Linked DNA regions of Sus scrofa: region 1 is linked to region 2. A link is a contact called in public Hi-C data. All regions are on one chromosome and are shown on one strand. The core of a region is the stretch at or near the end of the contact, and the rest is flanking DNA. Distances in the headings are between cores, read along the strand shown. Region 1 holds the start of DACT1 (dapper homolog 1). Region 2 overlaps KIAA0586 (protein TALPID3).

Region 1 (7,076 bases), core at 3,903-6,402, 130 kb before region 2:
GACTACTGCTACCAACACACACTGTACAAATACAAAGACACCAGCCAACTAGCCACCTCAGTTGTCTGATGTTATGTTTGCACTGCCTGGACCTCAGAAATTCAGCCCTATACCAGAGTGAACAAACAACATATAAAACACATACACATACTTGTGCTAGGACCTATAGCTTCTTTAAGACCCATATTTTCTCTGCTCTTCTGCAGAGTCACACTAAAGCAGAAGTAAGGAATAACAACTCTGCCATTCAGCAAATGAGGAGCCACTGACAAAGGACGTATGAAACTAAATTCCTTCTCTGATGAGAGGATGAACACAACAATTTGTGAATTCCCTTGGTGATGGAAAACAAGAACTTGGCATCCTGAGCTTGAAACTTGCCTCTGCCCCTCACTGGCTACATAGCCTTAAACAACTTACCTAACCTAACCTCCAAAGACCTTGTTTTCTGATACATAAAATGGAGCTAACAACACCTGCACTCTGCAGAACTGTTGGGAGGATTCAAAGCAGAGAGTTGTGCGCAGAGCATACAGCAGTGTGTGACACAGAATAGGGATGCAGAAACTCTCGCAGGACCAACAAGAGCATGATTCTGTCTAGAGGTCGTTGCAAACAAAGCCCCAATTGGGGAATATGGCCTAATGGGATCTTACCCCATCCACCTGCTAAAAGAAGAGAGAGTTGCCATCATGCAAGGCATTCTGGAGAACACGGTGGGGCCCCCACTACCAGAAGTGCCAAGCAGCTCTTGGCCAAACTGAAAAATATTTTAATTTAATCTAAGCTTTAGCTTTAAATGATTAAAGAAAGAAGAAAACAGATCCAAAGTGATTTTCAAAAGAAAATGCAAACAAGTTAATGGCAAAGGTTCAGAAACAGCACTCAAGACCTATAACATTGGGACACAATTTCTTTCTTTCTTTTTTTTTTTTTTTTTTGTCTTTTCTAGGGCCCCACCCACGGCATATGGAGGTTCCCAGGCTAGGGGTCTAATCGGAGCTGTAGCCGCCAGCCTATGCCACAGCCACAGCAACACAGGATCCCAGCTGCGTCTGAGACCTACACCACAGCTCATGGCAACGCTGGATCCTTAACCCACTGAGCAAGACCAGGGGTCGAACCCACAACCTCATGGTTCCTAGTCAGATTCATTAACCACTGAGCCACGACAGGAACTCTGGGACACAATTTCTAATGCTGAGCTGTTTACTACTATCAGTATATAAAGCCAGGTGACACCCAAAGAGGACTGAACTAGTGGTGAGCTTGATTCCAGATGCAACTATGGCACTAAATGCAAGAAGCTGGTGAAATTCTCTGAGCTCTTGTTTTTTATCAGTAGAAGGAGGTGAAGTTGACCTTTAAGGACCCATTCCAATTAAGAATGTCTTTCAATTCTACAAAGTCTTACCTGCAGATTTGGGGCAACCATCTGATATAGTCAAGGCTGCCTCCAAGGGGCTGCAAAAGCAGGTGCTGGAGTGACAACTGGATAAACATTCACTGAAGACCGAGTTTGAGGAATTGGAAAGGGACCCTGAAGCCCCATCACTCAGTTCATAAAACCCTACAAATAAAAATATCATTTGGGATTAAGATCATGTCAAGCAATAATACACATTCGTGTTAAAAGGAAAACGGGTGATCATGTAGGGAAAGTAGGAAAGGGAGAGTATGGAGGGGGTGCCAATTTTGGTTCACTAGGTTTAGTGTCCTGATTTTATGGCTTCATTTCTAGCAATCCTTAGAAAAAGGCAAAGAGCCCATGACTATGGGTACATTTCAAAGTTACTCTCACTCTCAAACTGACCTTCCTCCTTGACCCCACCTTTAAAGATGTGCAAGGAAAGAGACTTAGATCTGTCAAGGCTTCAACTTTTTCATGAACATTTCAGAAAGAGTAACTTGAAGAGAAAAACAAATTTATTTAAGGAGCCAAATGGTTTAAAAGGAAAACAAAAAACAAAAAAAACTTTTGAAGTGGTCTCAGGAAGTTGAAGTGTGACTAATTTTCTAGCCTAGTTCTGACTTTCTCAAGTTTCAAAGGAAGAACGCTCTTCCAGAAATTTGAATAGAAGCTTTTATTTTTAAACTCAGGGCATTGAGTCAGATCAATCTCATTATTAAAAATTTGGCTGTCTGATTTTGTTTTCCCCTCATGCCACTGAATGGCAGACTGTTTTTTGTTTTGTCTTGTTAATTCTCTCTGCACTGGAAACAAATGTCATTGTCCTTTGCAGACCTGGGGATGCTAAGCATGGGGGGGGCCAAGGTAGCACTCAGGACTGCAGAATTCTCCCTTGTGCTCCCACACTCACCTGAGCTAGGTCGGCTGTCTGTCTCCAGGTGCTCTTCAGAGGTCTTTTCCACATCCAGTCTCAGGTCACTTATCTGCTTGTCGAGTTCTTGCAACTGGTTCAACAAACCAGCATCTCTTCTCCTCAAACAATTCTGATTAGGAAGAGACAGAGAAAGGAAAAATAAACACATTTTGGTGACAAAGAACCAGAAAGCCCACTCTAAGTATTCCAATTACCATCTGAGGCAGTCACTAAATCTTCTAAAACCAAAATTCTCCTGGATGACTTGAAATAAAAAAACTTTAAAAATATGTCCTATATCTAATTCCACTTTCTCACATTTTCTGGTGATATAAAGTTTCTTCATGAAAACAAGGCTTGCTTTTAGTTTCAACTAACATACACACACACACACACACACACACACACACATATATACACACACATTAACTTTTTATAGGTAGGGATAAAAAAAAAACTGAGGTTTTTAAAAATCCTCTGTGTACAGCCAATTTTTTTCACACAACAGTACTTCACAGTAGACTCTTCGACTTGAAGGTAGAGTGTAACAGATTTCCTCCAATGCACTATAATCTTACTTAGGTGAGATTTTCTGGCCAAATGTCCTGCAGAGTTTTGTTTTCTATGAATTGCTTTGTGGGGTTTAATCAGTCTTAGGGCCTTTGAAAGTGAGAAACTAATACTAATAGCCAGTGCCAAGTATAATGTGAGCTGGCAGAATCCAAAACCCTCAAGGGAAGCTCCATCAAGATTTGAACTCAACTCGGGTTTCCAAAGGTGACAGATTGGAGTGTCACACCGCCACCTAGTGCTTCCTATGGCTGGGAGAGGGAAAAAAAAAAAAAAAAAAAAAAAAAAAAAAAAAAAAACCTCAAAAGGCATCTGGTTCAAATCACAAATGCCAAGTCTACAAATGAAAATAGTACCACAAACACTGACTGGCCGGGAATTCTCCTGACATGCAGCCTTGCTCCCCTCCAGGGGACAACAGGAATGCGCCACTTAAAATCGTGAGATTCAAGAAGAGCAGGAGGTGCTATTGTACAATGCACACAATGTCAATGACCAGGCATAACCAGCAAGAATTGGCTCAAATCAGAGTTATACGCAACTCTGGTCTGCTACCAAAAACCACAGACAAATGCCAAAACAAGAGGTATTCCACAAACCACCATGTACATCCATCCTGACTAAACAGATGCACATCTACTCCTCTTGTCTGTCCTTTGACTTAAAAAGCTTGGGGACACACATGTTTATTTGTTAGAATGAGTTTCTTCAGGGGTAAAAAGGAACTAAACAAGTCAAATCACGTCAATGCTCAAAAAAAGAGAAAATCATCTGAAAAGAGGTAAAACAAGAAGGCACTTGACAACTGCACAGCATCACTCTGTTCGTAATTGCAGGAGGGACATTATCTAGCATGTGTCTAGTTTCAGATAGGATCACATGGTCAGATAAGGATTTTTTTTTTTTTTTCTGTTTGCAAAACTACATTTTTGAGGTCACCGAAACAAAGCTGCCGCCATTACTCTGAGGCGGGGTCAAAAGCTGTTCATCAATACATGAAGCGCCAAAGTTCTTTTTCTTCCCGATTAATGAAGACTGCGGGGAATGTCTGAGACACTGACGCAAATCCAGTAAAGAGAAATGCTCCCTGGAAGCAGATTTTCACTTCTCTCACCTCCAATTCAAGTCTCAGCGAAGAGTACGGATAAAATATGAGGGGAGGGGACACTTTCTCCAGCCAAATTTCCATCATTTGCATGTGTCTTAGCCGCTCATACAAAGGGCTTCTATCTGAAATGAGGCAGCAGCCCAGGCAAAAGCTGGCCGGCCGGGGACAACCCTAGGAGCGGCAGGGTCCCCGGGGCCACTTCCGTGTAACCGTAAAATTCGGCACGGGACAGGCAACCATGCCACACGCCCCCTCCTCGGCTTTTGTCCCCTCCTGGCGGAAGGACCTGAAGCCGAGAAGCCCTTCAAAGAAATGCTATTTCAAACGAGGGTTTGCAAACCTTCGGGAAGAGCGCACGCATTTGTCTAACTATAGAGAGGGGAGGTTAGGAACAGGCAACACCAAGAATCCCGAAGGCAAAAGAGGGAGGTGGGGGAGGGCGGCCACCCCCGCCCAGCCCTCCGCGCGGGGTCGCCAGGCCCTCACCTGACACAAAGCGGGCACACGCCGGGGACCCGTGGGCGTCGGCAACCCACACGCCGCGGGCACCCTCAGGAACCCAGGGTCAGGGAGGCACCGGGAGGGGATCCCCGGAAGCCGGAGGATGTCTCCAGCCCGCCGCACCCAAGCGCCCGCCGCGGGCCACCTGCCCGAAACCCGGCCCCTCATCAAGGACAGCCGCGCCCCCACCTCCGGCCAAGACCTACCAATTGCTTCCGCAGCAGCAAGATGTTCTCCTCCAAGAACTTCTCCTCCAGGCGGCTGCGCTGCGCCGCCTCCCCCGGCAGCTCCCCGGAGCGGACTGCAGCGGCCCCCGAGACCCCGGCGCCGCGCAGGGCGCCCCGGACCAGCAGTTCCTGGCGCTGGCGCAGGTACTCCAGTTCCGCCAGCCCGGCCAGCGTGGCCTCCTGCCGCTCGCGGGTGCGCTGCCGCTCCGTGTCCGCCTCTCCCTTCTCCCGCCAGCGCCCCTCGGACTCCGCCGCGCGCTGCTCGCCCCGGGCCGGCGCCGGCGGCTCCAGCTCCCTCGCGGTCCCTGCCAGACTCGGCTTCATGGCCCCCAACCCTGCAGCGCGCACCCGTCCCCGCAGCCGGGCCGCCCGGGAGGAGGAGCGGGCGCTAAGGCTGCGACCCTGGGCTCATGCCTCCCGGCGGTGGGGCGCGGTGGCGGCGGCGATGGGGGCGGAGACACGGAGCGCTCGGGACCCGCGCGTGGCCGCGGGCTGCAGCCGTCCGGGCCCGGGCGGCGTCGTCCGCTGTCGCCGAGCGTCCCTCGCCGCGGCCCCGCAACTGATAACGCCCTGCCCGGCGCTACGTCACGAGCGGCGGCACAGCGAACCCCCGCCCGGCGCCCGCCTCCCCGCGCCGGCCCCTCGGCGGCGAGGCCCGCTCCCCCTTCGGCTTCCCCCTCTTGTGTCTGGGGCGCCGCTCGCGCTCTGCGCCGGCCTCCTCCTCGCGCGGCCCTCCCCGCTCCTCCCTCTCTCCTCCCCCCTCGCTCTTCCCGCGGGCCTCCTCGCCCCCTTTTCGGGTTTACGGCACCCAGTTTTTGCCTCGCTCCTTATTGGTTCTTTTCCGTCTCACAAAGCCACGGGCGAGCGCCTCGATCCCCAGCATCCTATTACAGTCGGCCTCGCAGGCAGGGTCCGCCGAGGGACGCGGTAGTTGGGCTCCCCGGAGAACTTTCTGAAACTCGACCGAGTTGCAGCACAGTATTAACCCTTTCCCACACGTCCACTGTCCCTATCCACTCCGGCCGACTTAGGTTTCTTTCACCTTACCCAGCAAGGTCCTGCCAAAGTATTCCAAGACCGTATCTTGGGTTTGGTTTTTTGACTCCACGCTGTAAAAGGCAGGAACTACAAGGCACAGTACACCGTTGTCCTAAAACCGTTTAGCCCTCAGTTTTGTTGCTGTTGTTTTCATCTTTTTTTACGGAAAGCATTAAAAATTAGGCAGTAGGATGTCGCTGTATTGCAAGCGGTTGCATCAATTCTTTTACAGGCTTGGGGTCTAGTGTGTGCGCGCGCGTGCGCGCCTCGGTTTTTGAGTTTTTTTATTGTTGTTATTTAGTCTGCAAGCACAAAAGCTCTGACTGAAACCAGACTGCTTGCATTTGAATGCCCTTTCCAGCCAAGACAGGCTGTGCAAGTAACTTCACCTCCGTTTCCCCAATGGTAGAATGGAGCTGCTAACAGAACATGTCTGTTGTAAGAATTATAAATTCAGTATGTAATATGCATGGGGGTGCGTTAACAGCGTGGCAGGCACATACATAGTAAGGGCTATAAGAGTTGTAACTTTTTTTTTCCTCCAGGGAGACAAACTTTTCCCCTGGAGCAGCAGTGGTATTATGGTCATGTTTACTTGGCACACTCGTCACAGGGAATTTCAATAGGATGGGGACCTGGAAATGCCACTAGCTGGCTTATCTATGGAAAAGTACCATATCTATTTTTAAAAAAGCAATAGGGCCAGGAGCCTCAGAAGTTGAAGCCAGCAAGTCACAATTTGCTGAAACTTAGGTAAATGATAATCCTATATCATTACCTTAGACTTTTACACCTTTACCCAGCTGTTTACCCCTGTCAAGAATTCTCTATTTCTGGAGTTCCCTGGTGGCCTAACAATTCAGGACTCCGAGTCATCACTGCTCTGGCTCAGGTTACTATTGTGGCTCTGTGGCTGGTTCCCTGGTCCACGAACTGCCACACAGCAAGCTAGGGGCAGAAGGGATTCTCCATTTCTCCCCTCTGTGTGGTCCTCCAGCCTCCTTCCTTCCAAGATCAGTTCACTTCCCTCCTCTGAACTCCAGTTAATTGCATGACTCTTTGATTCTTACCAAATGCTACTTGTATGGTTATTTATCTGGGTATGTACATACACATCTATGTAGGTGTTTATATGTATCTCTTCCCTCCAATTACATTATTAAAGTTTATGCTTTCCCAAGGATCCTGAATGCAGAGATTGTTTTAATATCCTCTTGGTATTACTGTACTCAGGACCATGGCTTTGCAAGCATTCAAGAAACTGTACATTAGTTATAAATTGCTTTTTCATGAACAGACTTTCTAACT
Region 2 (6,362 bases), core at 2,289-4,788:
TATCCAACAAGCTTACAAGTAGTCAGACATTTCTGCTCTAGCACTGTTTACAATGGGGGGGGGAATGAAAATAAAGTAAATACCCATCAATAGAGCAACAACTGATAAATTATTGGTAATCCACATTAAAAGGTCTTATACAGTCAATATAAAGAATGAATTTAAGGAATACTATTTGACCTGGAGTAATTTCCACAGGGTTTACCAGATGAAAAAAAAAAAAAAAAAAAAACCACAGGCAAGTGTGCATGGATATGATCCCAACTTGCAAAATCACAACAAATACACACACATCATGTGTACCAATTATGTTACTGTATGTATGCATGCATATAATTATATGCATAAGTGAAAAAACCAAGAAGGTTACATATCAGAATCTTAACATAAGTTACCTGAGGTAAGGCATAAAATGGGATAGGAGAAAATGTGAGGAGGAGGGGTAGATGGAGAGCATCCCCAAAAAAGAACCCATAATTTAAAGTAATTCATAATACAATCACATTTTATTTTTACGTAAAAGAAAAAAATTTAAAAGACACAAGGTGATTGTGATAAAAGAAGAAAAAAAATTAAACGTAGAAACAAAGGAAGTATATAATCAAACAGCTCCCCAAACCATTAAAAGTGCCTAATAGGTTTCAGCTCATACTACACCCTATCATTTAACGTGTATTTACCAACCATGCTACATACTCTGCTGGATGACAGGGATATGACAGTGAACAAGATACAGTCTCCACTCTCAAGTGAGATTACAAACCAGTATGATCAGGGCAACATCAGGCAGGAGACAGTACAGGAATACACAGAGAGAGTGTATCTGACGGCATCTAACCTAATGCTAAGGGGTCAGGAGAAGATTCCATGACAGCAATCAAACAACATTTCAATTTGCTGTGTAACTTCTAAAAGGTACATTCATTGAGTATAATGTACATTAGTGAGCCCTCTGTTTAAGAGGGATGCTTAAAGTATTATTCCATTCAAGTCAAATTTAATGCTTGAAATATGAAATCCCTAATTTTACTTTTCTAGAATCTTATTGCTATGAAAAAGCAATCATAGTAGACTTTCAGAGAAGATTAAGTCCCCATGAATGGCCGGTGCCAGCAGCAGCTTTGGTTCTTTAAAGTCCAATAAATTATTCCATTTGGATGAAACCCAAAGGTACCTCAAATTCCACATGGATAAAACCCCACTCATTCTTATTTCCTCCTAATTCTGTCTTTCCTCCACATTCCCTCTCTCTCTCAGTGAATGCAAATACCGTCCATCTAATCATTCTAGCCAGAAACCTGGAGATTTCTTAGACCTTCTCTTCTTTTGCACCTCTTATATTGAAACTAAGTCTTGCCCATTCTCCTTAAATGTCTCTCAAATCTCCCTTTTTATATATTCTCACTAGTGAATAATGTCTCACCAGGTTTGCTTTAATAACTATATAAAAGCTGGAGGCTCCTTGCTCCCAGTCTTAATCCTTTCAATCTGTCCATCACAGTGCACCTCACATGAGCTTGCCAAATAAAAAGTAAACATGATCATATGGCTCATTTATGCAAAAATTTTTTTTCTTTTTTTTAGGGCTGCACCCTCGGCATATGGAGGTTCCCAGGCTAGGGGTTGAATAGGAACTACAGTTGCTGGCCTACACCACAGCCACAGCAACGCAAGATCTGATCCACATCTGCAACCTACACCACAGCTCATGGCAACACCAGATCCTTAACCCACTGAGCAAGGCCAGGGATCAAACCTGCATCCTCATGGACACTAGTAGGGTTCGTTAACCACTGAGCCACAACAGGAACTCCAATTTATATGTAATCCTTAAGGGAATCTGTGAATATCACAAAACATTCAGAATTTAGAGAAACTCGAGACTGAATTTTCCAAGGGAATAAATACAAAATAAGATTGGAATTCTTTTCTATTTTGCACACAAATGGACCTCTGCTGTCTTCCAGTAAATCCAAAAACAGCTTGGTATTATCATCCATATTCACATGGTTTCTGCTTACTCTCCCAATCTCATTGCATCCCAAGATCTAATTCACTGATAAAGTACTTACATGTCCCTGCTTAAGTATCACTGTCTGGCCATCCCCTTGTCTCACTGCATATTCTGCCTGGAAGGTTTCTCCTACACTTACTACAGGGTCATCATCTTTTTTTGTCTTTCTTTTTTTTTTTTTTTTTGTCTTTTTGCCTTTTCTAGGGCCACACCCGCAGCATTTAGAGGGTCCTAGGCTAGCGGTCTATTCAGAGCTGTAGCCACCAGCCTATGCCAGAGCCACAGCAACTTGGGATCTGAGCTGCATCTGTGACCCTACACCACAGCTCATGGCAATGCTGGCTCCTTAACCCACTGAGTGAGGCCAGGGATTGAACCCACAACCTCATGGTTCCTAGTCAGATTTGTTAGACACTGAGCCACGACAGGAACTCCACCATCATCTATTCATCATTGAGAATTCATTTCAAGTAAGCTCCCCACATATGAAGTCTTTCTTGACTGCCCTCCCCAGATACACTTGACCTGTACTCCCACCCTACATGGACTTCCTCACAATAACTGTAATAATTTACCACATGTTTTTGCCTTGTCATTTACTACCTCTACTAGAGAAAAAAACTCATTATGGATAGGGCCTTACCAGGTTTTATATTCCTTTTACCTAGAATGAACTTAGAGCAGAAATAAGCACTCAAAAAAATCTTTTCTGAATAGGTAAATGAACAAAATGGAACATGCATATCACACTTCATCATTTGGCTAATTCCTCTGAGATTCAGTTTCACATTGGCTCGTGTGGGAAACCTTCTCTGAGCCGTCATGTGTGGGCTATTTTTCCTCCGTGCTCCTACAGCAGTCTGCGCTGTTGCACTAATCACACAATATTATAATTGTTATCTTATTTCTCCTACACAAATCTGTAAACTCCCTTGAGGGCAGATGTCTACCATCTCTTATCTCAGGACTCTGATACAGTACTAATATGGCAGCAGGTACACATGAGGTATTCAATGTAAGTTTGCTAAGAAAATGAAGAGTTCTAATTGGTAGTTAAGTCCCAGGGTCCTCACAGTTTGTTCAAAATTCCAGTTTACATTTTAGGATTCTCAAGACAATTCTTCAAAGCCTATTTAGCATCTTTTTGTTACTCAATCCAACTTGAGAGCCTCAGAATTAGAAACAGTGGTAGGGGGCTATAGGTTGCCAAGTAGGACACTTTCTGCAAGTGAGCAGGGATACAGACAGGCAACATAATAAGATGGGAGCCTTTGTAAACGAAGTTATTAAAAATCAACAGGAAAGGCCTGAGATTAGCCAATAGCAAAAGTAATGATACATGGATTTCATTCTTCGACAGTAACCATAACGTAACAGGATATTTAAAACAAGAGGAACAAGCTAGTTCACTCTAGCACCGTCCTTTTAGGCAACTGTGCATAGTCTCTGGTTCTATTAAATACATTTGAAAAGATATTTTTACATACGCCAAGCATTACTAAAAAGAGTAACAGTCGTCATGTATCAAGCTAAGTGCTAACTATTTTACATGCATTGTCACCTACTAACTACTTTACATGGATTGTTATCCCTAATAACCTTATGAAGTAGATGTTTTTGTGGTAACAAACCTCTACAATGACCCCTAATACATGAGTCCTGGCAGTCGCACCTTTCTGTAATCCCCTATTATATTATTCCAGGATAGGTCTGTGTTATCAACAGAATGTGGCAGAAGAAATGACATGTCACATCTAAAATTAGGTTATGAAAGACACTGTGGTTTCCATCTTGGTTGCTCACTTTCTCTCAGGTCATCCACTCTGGGAATAGTCAGCTTTCGTGTCATGAGCAGCTGTATAGGAAGGTTCATGTAGTAAGGAACTGAGGCATCTTGCCATCAACCATGTGAGTGAGCCTGGAAAGCAGCTCCTCCAACCCTAGTTAAAGCTTTCAGATGACCAAAGCCTCACCAACAGCTTGACTACACCCTCAAGAGATCCTGAGAACCATGCAGATACGCCACTCCTAGATTCACGACTTTGCAAAACTATGTGAGACAATAAATGTTTGCTATCTTCAGCTGTTAAATTTTGCGGTAAACCTATTAAAATAATAATAATTTTAAAAATTGGGAGGTAATTTGCTACAGAGCAAAAGATAACTAATACACAAATATCATCCCCACTTCATAGATGAATTAACTTGGGCTCAAAAAGATTAAATTATTTGCCCAAATATACAGAGCTGGAAGTGATTCCTGAAACTCCAAAAGCTCAAACTCCTAGACATTCTCTTATACTGACTCATCTATATACTCAATCTTATGCCACATTACTTATTGTTTTTTCTAATTGAACAAAATAAATATCTACAATTTACCTACAACTAAAAATGCACTATACCCATAGGTAATCTGCTAGGTGCTACCAGGGTATAAGGGGGAGCTGAACAGGATGTATCCTCACGGATTTCACTTCTAACAAGTAAGTACCTCCTTGTTCCCAAGTACCAAGCAGCTCTCAAGTGATCTGCAAGAGCCATCTAGTGTCAATTCTATGTAATTGCAGTCTGCACAGTTGACAAAGAAACAAAAGTCACATTTTATGCCACTTTGAATCATAATTTAAAAGAATGTAAAAAATTTAATACTCTTATGCACATAAAATGAGAACAAATTCAAATATTACTTTACATTTATTGCTATAGAAAACTCAGTCTTGAATTTCTCTCAGTTCTGAATGATACAAGGTGTTTGCTCAATATAAAACTGACATGAGGATGTGGCACAGTGGGTTAAGAATCCTACTGCAGGAGTTCCCGTCATGGCGCAGTGGTTAACAAATCCGACTAGGAACCATGAGGTTGCGGGTTCGGTCCCTGTCCTTGCTCAGTGGGTTAACGATCCGGCGCTGCCGTGAGCTGTGGTGTAGGTTGCAGACGCGGCTCAGATCCTGCGTTGCTGTGGCTCTGGCGTAGGCCAGTGGCTACAGCTCCAATTCGACCCCTAGCCTGGGAACCTCCATATGCTGCAAGAGCGGCCCAAAGAAATAGCAAAAAGACCCAAAAAAAAGAATCCTACTGCAGCAGCTCAGGTCACAGCTACAGTTTGGATTCAGTCCTCAGCCCAGGAACTTCCATTTGCCGCAGACGCAGCCATGGGGGGAAAAAAAACTAGCACTGAATACTCTACACCAATGCTTTTCTAAAATTCAGGCATCCCCTTTTCTGGTTTCTGGGAAATCTGCATATCTCCAGAAGTTCTTTCATTTAAGAGAATGCAGTCATAAGCATGAGGGGGAAAATAAATAAATGAGAATATTGTTGATTTTCCTTAATTTGAAGATTCTTTTTTTGCAAATTCACCTCCTTGAGGAAATTTATTTTTAACCTCAAAATACTCCCAGCACGTTCAGTCACTTGTAGACATGTGCAGAGCAATGAAAACCCGAATCACGCTACACACACTTCAGCAAGTGAGGCTGAACACAGTGCTACTCTGCTTTCTTATCAGTTCTTATACTGTGAACAAATGTTCTTTTTTGCTGTCTATTTAGTGACATATTTTTCACATTTTTGTATATTTTGTTGGTGGTTTTACTGTTTAAAATGGCCCCCAAACGTCTTTCTAGTAACCCTAAGTGCAAGAAGGCTGTGATGGGCCTTACAGAAAAAATACATGTATTAGATAAGCTTCCTGCAGGAATGAGTTACAGTGCTATTGGCTGTGAGTTCAATATTAATGAATCACTAATATATATTAAATAAGTGTATTTAAGTAGAAACATACATAAAATAAGGCTATGTACTGATCACCTGTCAAAAATGTATTTAACAGTATGGAACATGATAGAGGATAATAGTTGAGGAAAAGAATGTATATATGTGTGTGTGTGTACATACAGATAGACTGGGTCACTCTGCTGTACAGCAGAAACTGACAGAACATTGTAAATCAACTATAATAAAAAAAACTTAAAAAATAAAAATAAATTTAAAAAAAATGTATACAACATCGGAGGCTCATAGTAACCTAACCCTATTATTTCCCCTAGAAGAAGGGGTTCAGCATTTGCTAATTTAGTGTTTCTGCTGACTCTACAGGACATGTATACTGCATATACTAAGAATCAACTACATAAGATAAAATTGATGTTCTCTATTCTACTCTTATTGCCAAAGTGTTACAGGAGAAAGTTTACTTAATAAAGTTTCAAAGTAGTCCAGAGTGCATGGACACTGAGTCAGAAATTCGTACAGGGTGAACTTCTACAATGTTGCCTTATTTAAACTTGTTCTACATAAGATCTATTATATCATAGTTTTGATGTGCTAGTTATATTTTTCT

Evidence for each region. Hi-C and Micro-C count contacts between places; a contact is called where the count stands out from the background.
Region 1: a contact with region 2 is called in a Hi-C map of embryonic fibroblasts, with 4 times the contacts expected there. The contact joins the promoter of DACT1 here to the enhancer-like site in region 2. A contact is called at or near these places in 1 of 5 promoter capture datasets (liver), 10 of 47 Hi-C or Micro-C datasets (brain, embryonic fibroblasts, epiblast stem cells and 5 more) and 1 of 2 datasets of contacts at active chromatin or transcription factors (skeletal muscle).

The regions. Positions count from the first base shown.
Region 1 is chr1:187,717,467-187,724,542 of Sscrofa11.1, reverse strand. DACT1 (dapper homolog 1) reads right to left here and starts at 5,152. Exons shown (of 4, transcript XM_021102679.1): 1 at 4,710-5,152; 2 at 2,322-2,454; 3 at 1,415-1,570. The coding sequence starts at 5,054.
Region 2 is chr1:187,582,562-187,588,923 of Sscrofa11.1, reverse strand. The region is part of intron 29 of KIAA0586 (protein TALPID3); the gene reads right to left. Among named protein-coding and RNA genes, the nearest start is that of KIAA0586, 81 kb to the right of the region's middle. Within about 2 kb of position 3,538, at least 4 of the 83 cell types and tissues checked have an H3K27ac peak or open chromatin away from gene starts, as enhancers often do.